2 separate regions of the Rattus norvegicus genome follow, and region 1 is linked to region 2. A link is a contact called in public Hi-C data. All regions are on one chromosome and are shown on one strand. Each heading gives the region's core, a stretch centred on a gene start, on an enhancer-like site or on the middle of the called end of the contact. The rest is flanking DNA. Distances are from core to core; before and after follow the strand shown. Region 1 overlaps Psd3 (pleckstrin and Sec7 domain containing 3). Region 2 overlaps Psd3 (pleckstrin and Sec7 domain containing 3).

Region 1 (4,053 bases), core at 903-3,402, 180 kb after region 2:
TCAAAAAATGAAGTAGAAAATAAAGAGATGAGTACAATTGTTCTTCCCAATGGATTATTGTTTAAGCTTTAGTTTAAAACTTATACTGCCTAGTTTACCCTAGGAAAATCTATGAAAATCTCGTCTTCCAAGAAAGGAAGACAGAAGAAAATCACCTCTCAAAGAGGAGGTCAGTAGTTAGAAGTGAAGAGGGCACAGTGAAAAACGAAGAAAGGAGCTTCGTGCAGAGTTCTCTTTAATCAGAAAGGAGGCAAGCCATTTGTGAGTTCATATGCCTGCTTTTATTCCCTTGTCTTGCTTCCTCTAACAGTAGAGCAGTCCTTTTCTCTGGTCCTCCTTCACCCTTCCCTCTGTCTTTTCATCAGAGTAGATGACTCATACCTGACCGTGCCTCTGTGCTGTGCTCCTTATGTTTTGGTTAGCTCATATGATTGACTTGTGATACCTACATTGTAGTGGAGCTGGGAGACACATGATAAAATGCTTTCCTTCCTGCACTTTTCAGGTAAACTCTTAGTGGTCTGCTGCCAATGATAGGGACTAGTCCTATCCTCTCCTTGCATCCTTTCTATGGCTTATAAATAACACTGTCTTTCATATCCCTTCACTGCATGAATGTTTCAGTTCATGGAGTAGTGTCTCACTGTAGACTCAGTGGCTTCCTGAGTCTATCTTTAAACTGCCTCTAAGTCACATATACAAGATCATGTACTGAATGAAAGTAATCTTTCCACAATTTTAATTTTGCCACCAGGACAGATTATAAATTCTTATAATAAATATGGCTGTTGAACCAGCTTATCAGTGGGTTTTATGTAGCTTGGTCTTATGATTTGGGGACACATGTAGTAATTAATATGTAATGCTGATGACCTTTCGATCAGCAGGGCCCTGACTAAGCTCTCTTGTGGCCTTCAGAGCTAATGTTGAGCATGTTCTCTTTTATTCTGAAAATCGAAATATTTATCAATTGGTAATACTTTCAGTGGTAGTGCGTTCCTACATAAAGAAAGTTGTGGTTTATCTTTATGAAACTGGGATGTGGGGATTGTTAGAGTTGGATTCAGTTCATTGGACCAGAAAATAATCAGATATTTTCCTCTTTTGGAGGGATCTTTTCATTTTTCCCTCAGGTATAGCATGTTTTTCTTTCATCTCCATACACCCTTCCCCACATCACATGGCAACAGCTTTAGGAATCATATCAAATGGGGAGAAAGAGTAAGGTTTTGGAGCTAGAGAGAGGACTCAGTGCTTATGAGTGCACATTGCTTTGGAAAATTCAAGTTCAAATACCCATGACGGGCAGCTTTTAACCACCTGTAACTCTAGGACTATCTCATGCCTCTGGCCTCTGCAGGCGCTGCACTTGGGTACAGAAGCTCACGCATATACGTCATTAATGTAAACCTTTTTACAAAGAGTGCAGTTATAGAACTGCTGAATTCTGCTCTAATGCCGGTCCTAGGAGTCTCTCCCAGGAGCTCCCAGCATCCCTTTTCTGTTTACTTGTCTCTGAAGTATCACATGCCCATCCTAGTTGTTGGAGGGGCTGGGCAAGCTGCCATCTACTCTGTGTCAGTCCTCAGGGACAAGAAAGAGGGAATTGAGAATAGCTTTTAATTGGCCAACCAACAGTGTCTGTGAGTCCTTCCTACAACATACATTCGTATGTTCGTTTCCAGAAAGAAACTGTTTGCAAAGTGGATTTTGCTGTCAACCTTGCTTGGAATCAAATCAAAGTTTTCTTCCTATGCCTTCTGACTTTGAGCTTCCCTGGGCTTTTTTCCTTAGAAGTGAAAAGGGAATAGTAATGTTACAAGTTTTGTAGTGATTGTGTGAATAACTTCATGTTAGGATATTCATGAGGACATTCAGTGAATGTCATCACCAAAGCCAGTGCCGTGCTCAGATGCAGAAAGGCTGACCAGCTAACAGGTTTCTCTCTTTGAGCAAAATGATCTGGAAATGCAGCCCTTGAAGCAGATGTATACAAACCCTTAATCTGATTAGAAAAAAATCCTGAAGGATATATAGTCTTAACAGCATTTGCCTTCCTGTTTGGAAAGCCTGATGTGTGGTGTGCTCTTTTTTACAAATAAAACACTGTAGCGCTTATCCAGAGTCCTCACGTGTGGAAGCAGAGTGCAGAAAAGCACATTTTGACTAGAATGTATCAGATCAGGACTCTGTAATTTTCAGGATGTGCATTCAACAGTCCTAGACAAGTTACTTGGATGGAAACAGCACTCTTGGGGCTAGGATAAAACAAAGGCCTCTGCAGTGTTTTCAGTGATTAGAAAATAAAATGTCATAGCACAAGAGAGATGGGGAAGAGGAAGAAAGGGGCTCTCTGAAACACGGATGCCATTCCTTATACAACCAGCCACAAAGGAAATGGTGTAGAATGAGAAAAGCACCAGAAAGCAATTCCATGGTCTGTGAGCCTCATCTTGTTTCCTGGTAACCACTCTTCATACTCTTGAGCCTGAGAATTGTCTGATCTGAGAAGAAAAGCAGTGGAAAGTCAGAATGGCTTCTACAATGAATTACTGTCTGACAGGGGACTGGTAGGTGGATTCAGAGTGGAAGAACTATCCAGTTATTCTCCTCATGCCCAGACCCTCTTGGGCATATGCATTTCAGATGCATGGACTCTCTCTAGTACATTGGCATTTCTTCAGAATCCAGAATAAATGCTAATGAAAATTCTAGGGTAATTTCTTACCCTAGAATGAGTCAGTCATCAGCTGCAGTTACAAATACAGGAGTAATGTCAGCTTGGGATAAAGACAAATATTCAAAAACATTATGTTGTATGTAGAAACATACTAGGTGTGCTGTACACATGCAATTGTAAACTGTACTGACCACACTTCTCTGATTTTGCCTTTAGAAAACCCGTTATGAAATTTATGTCAGCATTCTGAAAGAAGGAGGCAAGGACCTCCTCAGTACCGAGGGAAATGAGCCAGTGGGACTGAAGAAGTCACACTCAAGTCCTTCCCTGAACCCAGATGCATCTCCAGTCACTGCCAAGGTCAAGCGCAACGTCTCAGAGAGAAAGGACCACCGACCTGAAACCCCGGGCATTAAGCAAAAAGTTACTTAGAATCCATCTGCGGCCAGGAAGTGCTGGTCATGGAGCAAAATAGGGTTTTTCAAGATCTTTCTGGTAATCCGTGAATATATTTAAAAAAAAACAGTCTGTGACTAAACGGTGCATTAGTAACCTTTCTATTGTATATTTTTGTTAGTTTCTGTACAGATGTCTTTGCTCTTGAGTTCCTTGCTTTGATGATTTGGGCAACTTTATAACTAATGCACCTTTTGTGAGAAGGAGAGGGCTACGGATGCTTTCTCCTTCTGCTTCCTCTTATTTGCACTTCTGCACAATTATTTTATGTGTTCCCAATCAACTGTTGTACTTTTTTTTTTAGGTTTAAATTTTTAATCCATCATGAAACACGTAACTGGACAAGCATTGTGCTTTAGTAAATCCTAGACTTTACATGTGAAATCCTGCCCAGTCACGGAGGTGAAATTGAAAGTTCATGGTTGCTCACATAAAAATGGCAGTGCTGGGAGTCAAGGTGTCCCAGGGTGGGACACTTCTGCATTCATCCTGGCACCTGCTGTTGGTGCTGGACACAGGACAAAGGGAGCATGAGGATGATAGGACTGGAGACCTTAGGGAGCACAGGAGTTTGACTCTGCTGTGCATTCCATTCAGCCATGCGAGGGAATTCAGAAGTGGAGTCATCTCGCCTGAAGGGAGGCTGAGGATGGATTGATACCAAGCCACTTCTGTTGTCTAAAGGCTGGTGTGTCGGTAATCAGCTCTTGGGGAGCTGCAGCAGTAGGATGTATGGTCTGCTATAGAAATGGTACCTCACTCCCATGGGATCTAGACTAGGAATCAAAATCATCTCTGTGGTCGATACCTTTCCACCCAGGAATAGATTCATTTTTAGATAGATGTGCAGGCATAGATCATGTCCTGGTTGAAACAAAACACTGTTGAAAATGAATACCACCCCCACCCCTTTTTTC
Region 2 (3,948 bases), core at 1,042-3,541:
ATTTCTCATTTGGTACTCTTAAGAAGATAATACAATTAAAAAATGATGGAAAATTTTGGCAGAGGGTTGCAGACTTTAAACAGACTCAGAGGTCAACAAAGAGAAATGAATCTTAGACAAAGATTAATGCATTTTATTGGGCAAGAAAGAAACATAATTAGAGAATACAACATTGTTCAATGCAGGTTTGTAACCATTAGCTTCTTATTCAATTATGAATGTAAGTAAGGGTAAACAAAAGCAACTAAAAAATAGTCTGAAACACTAGGGATAAAATTTTTGTAAGTTAAAACTCCGCAAAGGACCAGTTTTCATAGAGTCAACAAAAAGAACTATGGAAATTCTTCTAGAAAGAGCGAGAGCAAAGCCAGCCTAGCTTACTTCCAAATCTCCATGTGGGCCTCTAGTCTGCTACACTCAGCATGGGAAAAATCTGAAAACATGCCGTGACAGTGACCGTCACCTTACCTTCCTCTGCTTCCTACCAAAAGGCTGAGCACAGTGAGGTCTTCCCCTTTCTTTACCTTCACACCCTCTATGTGTTTGCCCTTACCCCTTTGCATTTGATTCTATGATAATCAAAGAACGAGTGCAAGTATAACTGGGGAAATATGAACGAGACCATATTTTATTGCTCTTGTTACCTGAGATGCTATATTATTCTTTTATAAATGTTAACATTGGATGGGACGATATAAGTTTACAAGTAATCCATTATTTTTCCTAACTGCAGGCTTGAAAACATAATGAGCAGATTCACTAAAAGAAAAAAAGGGAGTCATCTTCCTCTACTCAGTTAATTTAAGAATTATAATAAAATTGTGTTAATGAAATTTTACCGGTTTTTATGATTCTTTGACAGTATTGAATATCATGCAACATAGCTCAGATATTAAAAACAGTGAAAGTCATTAACTTATAATAAACATGGTTAGCTTAGGATATAAACACAATAGAGGTTTAGTAGACTGGTTTATGATGATAAATATGTGTTTAGATATTATGAATTATACAGAAGTAAATTCAGTATTTAAAACAAAAATACAATGGGGATTATTTTTGAAGAATTTGAAGGTGGGCCACAGTAAGAACCTATCATTCTTCAGAATATTGCTGGGAAGTCTTGAGGCACTGAGTGAAAAGCACAGCTTGAGACCAGTTGTCCAGTGAGCAGCACTGGCTTGGGTACCAGTGTCAACAGTGTTGAGGGATGTGCTCGTGAAGTATAATTCGGAGTCTCTTGTTTGGGCTTCTGTTACTGGATTGTTTGCTTAGATTCCCTCATGCCTTTCTCACTGTGTTTTAACCAAATGAAGTTGGAAACAATTAGGAAAAACAGAATTCTTTTTTCGAAATGTTGTGACATCAGAATGCATCAGAGTGCTTCATGGCGGAGTTTGAAATAAGCAATGTAGGATCTAGAGAGCAAGGTGTTGCACGTGGAGCAGGCCATATGACTGTCCAGCTTCCATGCACAGCACGTGGTCATGGTACCCACCCCTCAGAGTGGACAGAGGGATTAAGAGGCGATGTTTGTCTGTCTGTCATGCACAAGGTTTCCTGATAGGGTGGGAAAGTCCTGGGCCCTAAGTGAGTTTGAGAGTTGCTAATGATGTTACCAGTGATAGAATCTTGGGGAGGGGACTTAATGTTCATTTTACCTCTTTGTACCATAATAAATAAAGCGTCCGTCCTGTGCTATAGCTGTTGTGTTTTTCATGTGGGCCCATTAAACATGTAAGTATCTACTGCCCAGCCTCTTCCTTGCTCTTTAATTCCTGTACCAAAAGTGTAAACTCAGTTTCCTTGTTGTGTTCAAACTTCTTCACCTGATACTTTTATAGCAGAATGTGGCTTGGCAGAAATTTAAGTTGGAAAATCTTGAGGGATTCATTCAGTGTCAGTGATGGGAGTGTTCTTAACACTGGTTTTGTTCTTGTAAACTCAAACCATAGCTCTTGAATTTGTCTTCCTTTCATGCTACTGGTTTAGACAAAGTATGCACAAATAATAATGCCAGTAAATGTTCAGAGCTAAATCTAAGAAAGTTGCTCTTTTTATAGCAGCAGTTTCAAAGGATCATGCCCAGAAGACTGAAGGAGAGGAAGAAGGGGGCCTCAGTCTGAAACAGGTCTAAACTTTTTATAAATGAAAAGCCAGAAGCGAATTCTCAAAAAATGCTTGATCTGAGTTATATCCGGAGTATGCAGTTGAAAATAGGAACTTATGGGTGGTATTTAAGTGTAGCTATAAAAAGAGCATCAAGTGCTGCCTGGAGTAGGTGAGCGCTCTAAGAGAAGGTCATGCAAACCTGGTAGCAACAGTATCTATGGAGGAAAGGGCTTTGGAAGCTTGTGCTAGTATAAGGAGGAGAGCCTTTGAAAAGAAAAGCTGTGGTAGTGAGCTTTTAAAGAGAAGAGCATTAAAAGTGATGGCTCAAAGTACAGACCCTTGCTGCCTTTTTCCGTGTGGCAAATCAAGCTGGGTTGTGTGATGAGAGGTCTGTTTCTGTTTCCGCCTCCTCTCCCCAGCAGTCTGGAAGCAGGCTGCTGCTTTCATGCCTGAAATCATCGTGGACGAATGAGATAATGTGATGCCTTCTGTATGGTTCAGATCTCGAATGAACACGGTGATGCTAATGAGCCTGAGTCCTTGAAGTAGTTGAAAATCTACAAATCATGTTGTACTTATTTATTTATTTTTTTAAAGGCCCTCCCTAAAAGAAGCCTGTTAGAACAGTATGACAGACCAGATGCTGCTTAGAGTACAGACAGATTTTTTTTTTGCCCAAAGGAAAAGCTGGATGGGGGTGGTAGTAATCGTTAAGTGTTCTGCAATGGAATATTAGTGATTCTCAGGCAGATTCTATTTTTAATTTGGTCACAAAGAAGCGCTGCAAGGTTCCATTTTCCAGTACCTCCACAAAAGTTTGAATGTCAGTTTGCTTGGAGTGTTCGTAAAACATTGTCAGCCTACCCTGCACGTTAGGTGTTGCTGGTTCTCAGACATGACAAATCGCACACTGTAGCTTTGAACTTAGGATTTACCCAATGGGCCTGGGAGGCCTCTGAGAGTAAAGGTCTACAAAGTGTATAATTCAAGAATAAATGAGCTATCATAGCTAAATACTGTGATACATGTTTATTCATTAAGGAAGAATGGAACACATTTCAATTGAGGAATTTGTATTTGCCAGAAAGGCAGCTCACCGAGGAAAACTGTTCTATGGTTATTGTGATATACATCCGTGGCATGAAACAGACTCAAAAATCTGACAGCATAATTATTAGGGTAACCATTTTAATAATCTTTCCCTCCCTCTCTCTTTTACTTTCTTCCTCCTTTCTTCCTTTCTTCTATCCTCCCTTCCTCCCTCTCTCTTCATTCCTCCTCCTGAGTATGCCAGGAAGCACTCTGCCACCATTGAGCTATGCTTCCAGCCCTTCCCTGATCTCTTCCATTTGCATCACAAACATCACTGTGTAACTACAGGTGGATACAAGTAGTTGACACTGGACATTAGCCTAAGTGCATCTCAGAACCAATGTTTCACTGAATAAATAACTGTCATATCCAATTACATCTTCTAAGACAAACTAAATGGAAGTGTTCAGGTTCTTGACTTTTACGTTGAAATCATTTTTAAGAAATAGATTTTTTAAAAGGCAGGATCTCACTTTTAAACGGGCTAATCTGGCTTTACACTCTGTGTAGCCCAGGCCAACCTCAGACTGAGAAATCCTCTTCCACCAAGTGCTGAGGTTAGTTGCACTGCCATGCCACTACTGGAAAATCAGTTGTTTCTCAGAGTTAAAAGGATTAATGTAGAGGAAGTGTGTATGTCAATTGTATGTTGGTAGCAAGAAGTAATTGGATACTGATGTGAACAGAAAACAGAACCACTGAAGGTAATAGGTCCCTAAGTGGGACCTTTGTAGTTCTGCATAG

Evidence for each region. A called contact is a pair of places that touch in the nucleus more often than the background predicts.
Region 1: a Hi-C map of frontal cortex shows a contact between it and region 2, with 1.7 times the contacts expected there. The contact joins two enhancer-like sites. A contact is called at or near these places in 2 of 12 Hi-C or Micro-C datasets (Schwann cells and frontal cortex).

Annotation. Positions count from the first base shown.
Region 1 is chr16:26,791,614-26,795,666 of GRCr8, forward strand. It overlaps Psd3 (pleckstrin and Sec7 domain containing 3), which reads left to right. Exons shown (of 16, transcript NM_001419764.1): 16 at 2,897-4,053. The coding sequence ends at 3,112. Among named protein-coding and RNA genes, the nearest start is that of Nat3, 150 kb to the right of the region's middle. Within about 2 kb of position 2,153, at least 20 of the 93 cell types and tissues checked have an H3K27ac peak or open chromatin away from gene starts, as enhancers often do.
Region 2 is chr16:26,614,845-26,618,792 of GRCr8, forward strand. All of the region lies in intron 9 of Psd3 (pleckstrin and Sec7 domain containing 3), which reads left to right. Among named protein-coding and RNA genes, the nearest start is that of Psd3, 210 kb to the left of the region's middle. Within about 2 kb of position 2,292, at least 24 of the 93 cell types and tissues checked have an H3K27ac peak or open chromatin away from gene starts, as enhancers often do.